Linked DNA regions of Zea mays: region 2 is linked to region 1. Evidence: chromatin contacts called from public Hi-C data. All regions are on one chromosome and are shown on one strand. The core of a region is the stretch at or near the end of the contact, and the rest is flanking DNA. Distances in the headings are between cores, read along the strand shown. Region 1 holds the start of LOC111590831. Region 2 holds the start of LOC100304239.

What was found. A called contact is a pair of places that touch in the nucleus more often than the background predicts.
Region 2: a Hi-C map of ear shows a contact between it and region 1, with 2.4 times the contacts expected there. The contact joins the promoter of LOC100304239 here to the promoter of LOC111590831 in region 1. A contact is called at or near these places in 2 of 25 Hi-C or Micro-C datasets (ear and tassel).

Annotation. Positions count from the first base shown.
Region 1 is chr2:143,878,781-143,884,113 of Zm-B73-REFERENCE-NAM-5.0, forward strand. LOC111590831 reads left to right here and starts at 2,252. Exons shown (of 2, transcript XM_023301651.2): 1 at 2,252-2,474; 2 at 4,442-4,569. The coding sequence starts at 2,252. The coding sequence ends at 4,569. It overlaps LOC100276786, which reads right to left and starts at 4,639. Exons shown (of 3, transcript NM_001150497.2): 1 at 4,447-4,639; 2 at 1-572. The coding sequence starts at 473.
Region 2 is chr2:144,235,878-144,241,765 of Zm-B73-REFERENCE-NAM-5.0, forward strand. LOC100304239 reads right to left here and starts at 2,754. Exons shown (of 5, transcript NM_001165684.1): 1 at 2,673-2,754; 2 at 2,086-2,171; 3 at 1,613-2,006; 4 at 913-1,526; 5 at 359-800. The coding sequence starts at 2,145. The coding sequence ends at 735. It also overlaps the pseudogene LOC100273355.

The DNA.
Region 1 (5,333 bases), core at 1,002-3,501:
CATTTGCCCTTCTTCTGCATTATTGTGAAGTTCCTCCTGCCACCGCCGGAATCAGCACCATGATCATCTCCAGTGTAAGACACTGCTGTTATCAAAAGTTTTACCATTGAATCTGTCCACTTCATCCGATGCCATGCAGAGCCCTTCTTGCCTTTGCCACTTGGGGTATCAGTAGCATCTTCAGCCACAACATGTTCCTCACCATCACTCTTGCAGTTCTTTGAGTGATGACTATGGTGTTGGTGGTGGTGGTCATCACTCTTTCCCTGTTCTTTGAACTGAAACCCAGGAAAGTCATCAGGCTCTGTAGCCCTGGTCATAGACATTGTGAAAGTACCTGGCATCTGGGAGCTGCTGAAGATATGTTTTCCTGAGTTTGGAGCATAATTTTGCATAGAGCTGCCACGTAAGTCTAAACTTTCATAGGGAACCCCTTGCAACATGTTTCCAAGGGGTACATCGTTGCCTTCCATTTGCTCAAATGGATCACCCAGACAATTAAAATTTTTGTTAATACCATATAAGGGATGCAGGAAGTGCCACAAAACTTCACAGCAATATCACGGTGTCACCTGGAAAAGTAATTTAGGATTAAACTTTAAAATCCAATTCATGCATATTTCCCTTTTTTATATGTGTGAAACCACGCATCACAGCCAGAGTTCAAATTTTTAGCAGGATCAACTAAGATCGAAGGAAAATGTGGACTTCAATGACACAATTAACTAAGTACCATATTTCTCTAGAGATAATTTGCAGTGGTATACAAATGAGACCATTCAGACAAGCAAAACTTCCTGATGGCATGAAAAGGAAACGTTGCAGGGACTGCATCGAGTTAAGTAATCAGAGCTGTAATTGAAGTTGCAGGGAGCCATTTTACCTAGGTCATTGAATTTTTTCCCAAATTAGTGGTGCAGCAGCTTTTTTTCTCGAAAATACAGGTTGCGTCTCGTTTCATTAATAGGTAGACAAAACAGTCCAAATATATGTCGATTCCACAGCTTGGGTTAGTTTTCTTGTACATCCGCACTCTAAATTAGATACAAACAGCATAGCCTAGCTAATGTCCTAGAAGAGAGACTAGAGCCTTGGCTCCTTCCATCGCCCAAAGGTGACCTGGGTTGTTCACCTCATGTAACACCATTCACCTCCAACGGTGAGATGTCATCAAACTCGCATTAATTCCAATGTGTCAAGATCATCCAAGCAACGAGGATGGCTAATGTGTTTAGACCCTTCCTCGCTGCCTTGGGTGCCCTCCACGTGCTTCGTCGCCACCATGCTTGGAACTTGTCGTCATTTTGTGATGGCACAAGGACATCAAGTCCCAGACGATGAAGCACAACAAACCAAACTTGGCGTGAGAATACGCAAGATATCAAGACATGGTTGATAGTCTCATTCTCCTGGCAGTGGCGGGCCCAGGATTTAGAGGGTGGGTATTGGAAAGTTTAGGATGAAACTTTTTTTGGAAGACCTAAAACTTGTCTATCAGCATATATATAATCTATAATTAAGCACACACGATATGGTCATAACTGATTCAATAGCTAGTCTACTAAACTCAAATTCGATACAACTTTTTCAAAAGTTTTAAATCAAAATGCACATGTTGGTTGTTGCTCAGTTGCTAGCTGGTTGTTTGCCTCTTTGACTCTTTCAATCGCTAATGCCCCACCTGCAGCACAGTACTGCAAGCAGCCAAGCAGGAGAGGTCGGGGTCAGGTGGCTGCCGGCTGGGTTGGCTTGGACATTGGCACGGACCCTGCCCCCTAGGGGTCTGTCTTGGCACGCGGTGGCACCCTGACTGCGGTGGATCGAAGCCTCGGATGACGGGCGACTCAACAACAAGGCCAAGTGCGACGCAGCGACAGTTAGCCAGTCAGGTATGGGCACCTAGTGGCACCACAAAGCCGCGGTGGGGCGACAGAGGTGCTCGTGTCTCCATGCGGGCACGCGAGGGCAGCAAGACGCGACCACGACTTGGCAGTTAGCGCTATGGTGGCTCTATCATGGTGCGACTACAATAGGGTTTGGGGATTTTTTTTCCCGTGAGGTACTGAGGTGGACTTTGTCGCTCTGTTGAGTCTCATGGGCCACGACATTCTATTGGGCTGGTTAGGTATGGGAGACGGGAAGGAGATATTTGGTCCAAGTTAAAAATATTCCTTCATTTATTTGATTTATTTCCTATTTTCCATGTATATATATACTATATATATGTATATATTTATTTTTTATACAAATAATGGGTATTCATTTTAATACCCTTGAATTGAATGGGGCCCGCCCGTCTCCTGGTCACATAAAGGGCAGCGTGGAGGGTGGGGGCAGACAGGCAGTCCATGGTGAGCCACGCGGCCTGACGTCCAGCACCGCTCGTGTGCCGCCATCCAGAGAAAGAACTTGCACTCCAAGTCTCCAACGGCGCCCAGATCTTCCAAATACGCCTGCAAGGCTGAAAGGAAATAGTATGGGTGAAGAACCGATGGTAGCTGGACTTGGCAGTGTACTGATCAGCTAGCGAAGTCTTGTCATACTTCAGCAGCAGGTTTACTGGCAGCAAACTGGAACCCAATGCTAAAGTGGGAAATTGTCTAAACAAAAATATGTATGAGTACTGTTCTGCTCCTCACCCGAGGCATCAAGCATCAGATTTTAGAAAGAACAAATTCAGCCAGGATCTTCATAGGCGACAAGGCGACCCCCCCCCAGGGCAAGCTGGGTACACTTATCGCCTAAGCGCAAGGCGTAACAAGACCCCCTCAAGGAGAGCTGGATCTGCCCGGACACCTACACTACGCCTTTGAAACAGAGGCCTTGATTGGGGTAACAGGACACTTATGTACTAATATACACAGGGCAAACATGAATCCACACCAAATCAGCTGTATTGACTATTGACTTATATAAGAGAACCATTTGTTCACCTAGCCTTCAAAGATGCCATTTTGATATAACACTGAGCCCTAGAGTAGTCCCTCCGACCCAAAAAAAAACCAGCAATTGTATGGTTCAAATTTTGTCCCAAATTAAGTGCAACCGTAGGCATTCTGTCATCACCAGCTTGTGGATCCGCTAAAAAATCAGCCGCACACCTCCTCAACGGACGCCCAGAACCATAAGCATCTCGTCCACTCGTTCACCACCCCATTCTCCAACTGTGCAGTGTACACGATGCACCTGCTCTCCCACATCTTCCTGAGATTCCGGTGAGAACTTCCTGCTCCAAGACGCAGGGAAGAAACTCTATCCTCACGCGCTGTGAGCCCGCCCATGCCAAGCTCCCTGCCCCAGTCATGGCCACGGCCCTTGGCAGCATCGTCGACCTCCCTCAAGCCCCTACTGCGGATGCCATCCAAGCATTCGGAGAGGAGTGGTGGTGTGTGGTCACGTGGAGTGCTTGTTCCAGCAGCCATCATTCACCTCTCCTTGCACTAACGTGGAGGAGCAGGGAGTTCGATGCCGTGATGGAGAGGCGTGTGGATGCTAGAAGGTGGTGGCGCGTGTGGGGATACCACGGCATGGGAAGGGCCACAAAGCAGCCAGAAACCACCTGAAGACGAGGAAGCTTGGAATCGGATCCAAGCGAGCGAGCGGTGGTACTCAGGGCAAGGATGATGAGGTAGCTATGGGACGCAGTCGGGAACCTTCTGAGGACGAAGAGTCTGGAATGGGATTGAGATTTTCCAAATGTATTATTGCAATTTCACATCCATAATTGGTATCCATGTCAGGTCCTACAATCGTATTCTTTGTGGGACCAAGGGAGTAGGTGAGTGACTTCAGTATCTAAAAAATTCCATAAAATTAGTGCGGTGATAGCTATAGCTAGTGGCAGTATTTTCGTGCTTCAGCAATGGGTTTGTTGACAACAAACTGGCCGCCTAAATGGGTAACCAGATAGTGAACATACAAAGGAATAGGGAGCTCTTCTTCACCTCATCCAAGACAAGGATTCCTTCTGAAAGAGCTATCTGTATCTAATAATGATTTTAGGATAACACCGATGCAGCAAGCATCATATTCACATTGGGATAATAGGATATGTCCATTCTAATGAACAAGGCAAAATTGCAGAGCCAATACGACCAGGAAATCATTTCTTCGCCTAGCGCCCAATAGATCCCATACTGATGCCATACTAAGCCCTATATAATTGAGACTCGGCGGAGCTTCAATCAAAGGTGAAGAACGAACTCCACCATCTATCGATTACCGCGACCCCTATGATGAACAAGAACGAATCTGCGCCGATGGCAGGAGTCCTAGAATCAAACAGCCTACCAACGGAGCAAGAATCGCCCACTATTCCACCAAGGCCTATTCCATCCATGGTCTCCCCCCACACCAGGAACAGCACATTGGCCTAACCGCAACGGCAGCTAGACACAATAGTATAACACACCATGTCCCAAAAAGGAAGCGGCTAGACAAGCTCACCGTCGAGGGATGGCGCACCCAGCAGGCGAGCGGCGAGGAGAAGAGTCCCGCGGCGCCGCTGCCACTCGCACGCCACCAGCCGCGCACCTCTCCTTCGGTCCTTCCCTAGGCAGTAGGCACTAGGCAAGGCAGTTCTTGGGGTTGGCAGCCAGAACCGAGGAGGACGGACGACTAGAAAACCATTAAACTATACGAAAAGGCTGGAGCACGAACTGAAAGCGACGCGCCGCGCCGCGTGTATCCGGGGTACCGCCCGACCGCTCTCTCTGACATGCGGGGCGAAAAACATGGTCCTACGTGTCAGAAACGGCGGTAGGCAAAACCTGTGGGCGTGTGGCGCCCTGGCCCGACTCTTTTTGTTTTTTAGTTTTTTTTTTTCGGAAAAAGTACTTTATATTAGACGCAGGAACTTACAACGTGGAGTTGCATAGCGTAGCTGATATAGAGCGGTGATTACGGGGTAATGAGCTCTATATTTTACTTAAAAATTAAAAATCAAATTATATTAGAATATTACTCTATTTTTATTTATTTTTAAAGTTCTTAACTCATTGTGAAAAAACATTTGGATCGTACAAGTCGTGTGTGTATATATAGGGGATATTGGGAGCTCAAGCCTTCTAATAGTTACCTCCAGTCACCTCTGGACCGCACCCAACAACCGTATAACACACATCAAATTCATCGATTAAAATAATACATTAATAGTCATTTAAAACTTAATAGAAAGTAAAGTAAAAATTTAAATCAAGTATTTGATTTAATTTATCTTTAGAGAATGATTTTTGTTTGCTCATGATGATTGATTGATGATTTGATTCATAAAATTTCTTTTATGAAAACTCAATTAATTAATATAGAAACTTTGGTCAAAAATAAATATTTTA
Region 2 (5,888 bases), core at 1,504-4,003, 360 kb after region 1:
AGGCGACAGGAACAAGGAGCCGGTTTCGGAGGTGTGGCCACCAGACCCGGAGAGACGGAGAAACGGACTCTAGGGAATTCGGTGAGACGGACTCTGTGCAAACTTGAGATTCGGAGAGAACAGGATTTGTTACCTGGACGGCGGCGAATACTTGGCGCCGGCGGCTAGCGTCCGAGGAGGAGGGAGGCTGGGTGGCGGCGCGGCGTGGCACTGGCGTCCGAGGAGGAAGGCTCGAGCGGCGCCGAGCGAGTGAATCGGGTCGTTGATTCCGGCTAGGGTTGGAGGGTTTGAGTTTTCTATACTGTGGTATCCGATTCTAATGTATCCGATTCCAATAGAACTCATAACAAACACATGTAACGTTATCAGATAACTGTCCTATACCCTTACACTACATCAAACCAAACACGTCGCAAATGAATTGCATGTCTCAGAGATGGATGTACAAAGAGAACCAATAGTGTTACTCGACAAGTACAGTTATAATATGATCCTAGGTACTTTATTAATTTCCATCCTCTCTTTTTTGTGGTTGATGTTTTCACCACTAGCAACAAATTTGGCATGGAAAGGAGCTGGAGCAATGTATGCATTGTAGTGAGCCACAAAATATAAATCCCAAAATATAAATTCAACAACATTGCCTGCTCAAAGGCATGCAATCCCAAACATAGTAGCTTATATGAAAAACACTCAAGGAATAAATAAAATGGAGCCGAAGGGGGACCCAGAGCTTAGAAGCACTTCCGATGAACAATCCCAGGTCCTGACTCGTCATACTCAGCCTTTGAGATCCACATCTGTAGCATAAATACCAGAGCATGTTTTTAGTAAGAAGATACTGGAACTACTGAAAGGTTGCAATATTTGCCATTGCAGCTGCAAATAAAAAAAAAGGTGTAAGTTTTTAACCTGTTGGAAGGTGCTCAGGGAGGCAAGGATGGATCCTCCTATCCAGACACTGTATTTCCTCTCAGGCGGTGCCACCACCTTGATTTTCATGCTGCTCGGCGCAAGGGCAGTGATCTCCTTGCTCATACGGTCCGCAATACCAGGGAACATGGTCGTGCCACCACTGAGCACAATGTTACCATACAAGTCCTTCCTGATGTCGACATCGCACTTCATGATGGAGTTGTAGGTGGTCTCATGGATGCCAGGAGCTTCCATACCAATGAAGGAAGGCTGGAAGAGGACCTCAGGGCATCTGAACCTCTCTGCCCCAATGGTGATCACCTGACCATCAGGCAGCTCGTAGCTCTTCTCCACAGATGAGCTGCTCTTGGCATTCTCGAGCTCCTGGTCGTATTCAAGAGCCACATATGCAAGCTTTTCCTTGATGTCTCTTACAATTTCGCGTTCAGCAGAGGTGGTGAAGGAGTAACCTCTCTCAGTGAGGATCTTCATCAGGCTGTCAGTCAGGTCACGCCCAGCAAGGTCAAGGCGCAGGATGGCATGAGGAAGGGCATAACCTTCATAGATTGGCACTGTGTGGCTGACACCATCACCAGAGTCCAATACAATACCTGAATGATGAACAGCAACCCATAATTAAGATGGGAAAATTTGTAAGTCCTAATGAAATTTGGTCGCCATGTGAACGAGTCATTACCAGTTGTACGTCCACTGGCGTACAGGGAAAGCACAGCCTGGATGGCGACATACATGGCAGGAACATTGAAAGTCTCAAACATGATTTGGGTCATCTTCTCCCTGTTAGCCTTTGGGTTGAGTGGGGCTTCGGTCAGCAGCACAGGGTGCTCTTCAGGCGCAACACGGAGTTCGTTATAGAAGGTGTGGTGCCAGATCTTCTCCATATCATCCCAGTTGTTGACAATGCCATGTTCGATCGGGTACTTCAAAGTCAGGATACCCCTCTTGGACTGAGCCTCATCGCCAACATACGCATCCTTCTGCCCCATGCCAACCATCACGCCAGTGTGACGTGGGCGTCCAACAATGCTTGGGAAAACAGCCCTTGGCGCATCGTCACCAGCAAAACCAGCCTGCCAGTAGTTTGTGATGTGATTAAATTAACAGAACAATGTTACTGAACATGAAGCAGCGTGAACAAGAACTACAAACCTTGACCATGCCAGTTCCATTGTCACAAACAAGGGGCTGGATGTCCTCGCCGTCAGCCATTTGCTACAGATTCTGGAACAAAAACACTAGGAGGAGAGGAGACCAAGCTAGGGTAAAAATCAGTAACAGAATATCTATCTCAATAGGAAACGGCAGAATGCTTGGTATTAACAAGAAAACTGCATTTTCAGCAGAGGACCTTGGATCATCTCTATTTTTCAGATTTAGCAGAGGATTCAGGTGAATCTTGTCTCTCTTGACACTGTGATTCATCTAAATCTACAGAACCAATACCACGCTATGCAGGGACCATTCAATGGCACTCCATTACCCAAGAACCAAATAATAACTACCTTTATTCAGAGACCAAGGCAATAAACAAAAACGCATTATGCCGACCATGGTTTACGTAGATAACTAATCGGCAAAAAAGGGCCAAGCAATCGGAATGCCGCAGAACAAGTCGGATCTGATCTAGTGTGCGCATAACTGCGCGTTTGAAACCAAATTCTACGCCACCAAAATCGTAATGGAAACAGATTCGGAAATATTTCCTCCAACCCTTTCTCTTCTCATTCACGACGTACCCGGAGACCCTGCCGCTGCCGCGAGCCCTCCTCGCTCCTGCGGAGAACGCACGAGAGGAAACAGGGGAGAAGAGGTTGTGGTTATGGTGGCCAAGTGAGGAGAGGAGAGCCAAGGATTTCGCCGGTTTTTATAGGCTCGTCCTGGTGAGAGAAAATTAATAGTAGTAACTAAAAAAAGAAAAGACAGAAAATGAAACAGGGAATAGTGTCTACCCAGGTCTGAATTAGTTAATTGTGATTGCAAAATGGGTGGTGTCAGCACAACCGTATTACCACAGGTGTCACACACGAGGAACCACAACCACAAGATGCTGGTCAGCAGCTGTTCGGGTGTTCGGGCGTGGTCAGCGTACTCGCCGGGTTAATATCGGTGTCCATGGACCCGAGTGGCTCTAATCGTTGTGTGTGGCTACCCTGCGTGTTAACCAGTATATATAAGGAGGAGACTGGTCTTGTGAGGGTTATAGAAAAACTGAAACTATGAATACATTACTCTAAATTTCCCAATTTTCTTCTCGTTCCTCTGCTCCCTCTCTGGCATCTTATTCCTCTATTAGCTGTAGCTAACAAGTGGTATCAGATTCGTTCGTCCTAGGCCTCTTCCATGATGTCTTCTACTTCGATAGATTCTACCCTTATCCTAGTGCTCGAGTCGCAAACCAGATCCCTCTTATTCGAGCTGGATAAACGTCTCCAGGCGATCGATCCAAATGGGAATCCCGTGTCAGGTTGCTGGAACAGCGTGCCGCCGAATCGGTCAGATCAATGTCTGATTTCTCCACTGCTGTGCGTCGATGTGGAGGCTCACCTAACGGCTGCATACAGCGAGACCGACTTGAAGTTGCTCCAGATCGAGGCGGCCACCAACTCTCGGATGGTGGCGCCGGAGTCATCCGTGCGCTCTGTCGAGGCTTGGCGCCCGCGCGTGGACTCGACGATCGATGCCCTACGCTTGTCCCTGGACTACGTCGCCACCAAGGTGTCAAAGATGGAGATCCAGTGGTCGCGTGATCCACGCGCCGATGGCTACAACAAGCCAGGCGTGCTCAGAGCACATGGGTCGGTGCCCGGACGACCACCTGTCACCGCGGCATACAGTACCCTGCGTGGTAACCAATGATATATAAGGAGACTGGTCTTGTGAGGGTTATGGAAAAACTAAAACTCTATATACACTACTCTAAATTTCCCCATTTTCATCTCCTTCCTCTGCTTCCTCTCTGTCATCTTATTCATCCATTAACTGTAGCTAATAGGTGGTTGTAAAATGGCAGATTTTTTTCATTTGTATAGGCAGGTGCACTCTTTTAAAAAATACGACCTTTTGTGTTCTTGTTTATGTTAGGCGATCAAAAAATTAGATGCGGTTAAAACGATTTATATGTGAATATTACCACTAACAATCCGAGAGCATTTTTAATGGCGTCTTAAATCAATGTTATATCTTGAAATATAAGTCTTAACTCATACAAATATATTCTGATTTTATAATTTTTTATAAAAAAATATAGGGCAAACTATAAAGTACCATAAATATATTATACCTTAGACTAGTGTCATGTCTTTGTTTTCTACATCATTCCTAATATATTTTTTCTAATAACATAATTTACTTTTAAAAACATGATTTAGTGCTTAACTGTTGAAGCTTAATTTGTTTTTATTGCCCTAAACACTTTAAATAATATAGTATTTGATTTTTAGGGCACTATTTTGAGTCATCTTATTGGAGATGCTCTCAAAAGACTTTTTATCCACACATAGATTTCTTTAAGTGCTATTTCACAACTCCTCTCGTCTAACAGTGGATCGTTATATTGTAGATGGGTCGTTACACAATAGATGGACCATGAGAAACCACTCAATCCCAACATGTAAGCCACACGTAGTATAAAGCTCTCACATAATACCACATCGCTAGCGGAAAAAGATGAGCGACCGAGCGAGCTATAAAAAAAGGGTCGAGCTTTTTTAACTCATATCTTTCTTGATATTCTAGCTAAGTTAAAGTATAATATTTATTTTTATCAGTTTAATATCTGATATATAGATTATATGTTTATTTTGATATTAAATTTATTTTTATAAATATCAAATATGATCGTGTAGCGTTGTAAGAATGAGCCATTGTACTCGTGTTTACTACCTCGAGCGGTGATAGATGCCTATGTTCAAGATCTAGGTATTGATATAATTGCATGCCCAATAAGAAAACGAATTATCCAAATGCCCTCGTTGTACCTTTATTTCTAAATGCAACTTTTCCTGAAGCTGAATGTACAAATACCTACTAACTTCATCGAACATTGCCTTTATTTAGTTATAAGATAAAATTGGTAACATTCATTAAACCGGTGCAAGAAATTGATGACCAAGGACACGTACATATTTTGTGGCTAGTTATATTGAGAGTGTAGAAAAGAGTCGAGATCAAACGATGTTTCTAGAGTAAAATGTATTCTCGGTCCTTAAACTTGTCTCCATGTGTTAATCTAGGGTATAAACTAATAAAGTATATATTTTAATAGTTTAATATTTGTTCTGGTCTTTATTAGGTCCTAACGGACCAAAATAGATCCTTCTTCTTCGCTAAGTTGGCACGAACAGGGACAAGCCGGCGATGTAGGGCTCGTGGTGCTCGTTAGCGGCATGCCGAGCGTGTCTCCCACAATGGGGAGTCGATGTGTCCTGTTCTCCCCCGATGACGAGGCTCAAAGCGCGGGAACACAAATGAGATGGTGGAGGAGCATAACATGTTGCATATGGCAGACGTGTGGCAGAAGGAGCGTGTGCAGATGAAGCTCTCCGACGCCAAGCTCGCGCTCGAGGCTTGCTCCTCCTCTACAGCCCCTTCGTTGACCTCTTCTTGATCGGTCCTGAGCGACGTCGACGAGCATCGCCGCTAGCCATCTTGTCGCGTTGCTGTAACACCCTGAATTTGGGGTATAAAATTTCTTTGCTCATATTCACAAATTCAGGTGTTACTTCCCTTTTCTCATCCTTCCTCATTCTTTTCTTTCTTATTTCTATAGGAGAAAAGTGCTTATTTTATTTGTAATTATAGTTTATTATGTTAAACCCTAAGGGAGTATGAATTGTTGCATCATGTTGAACCCTAGATTTCACTTTTGCTTGGTGCATAATTCTTGGAAAGTTTGATTTGAATTTGTGGCTTGTTTGAATTTGAATCAAATAGAGAAAGTAAAAAGAAAAGAG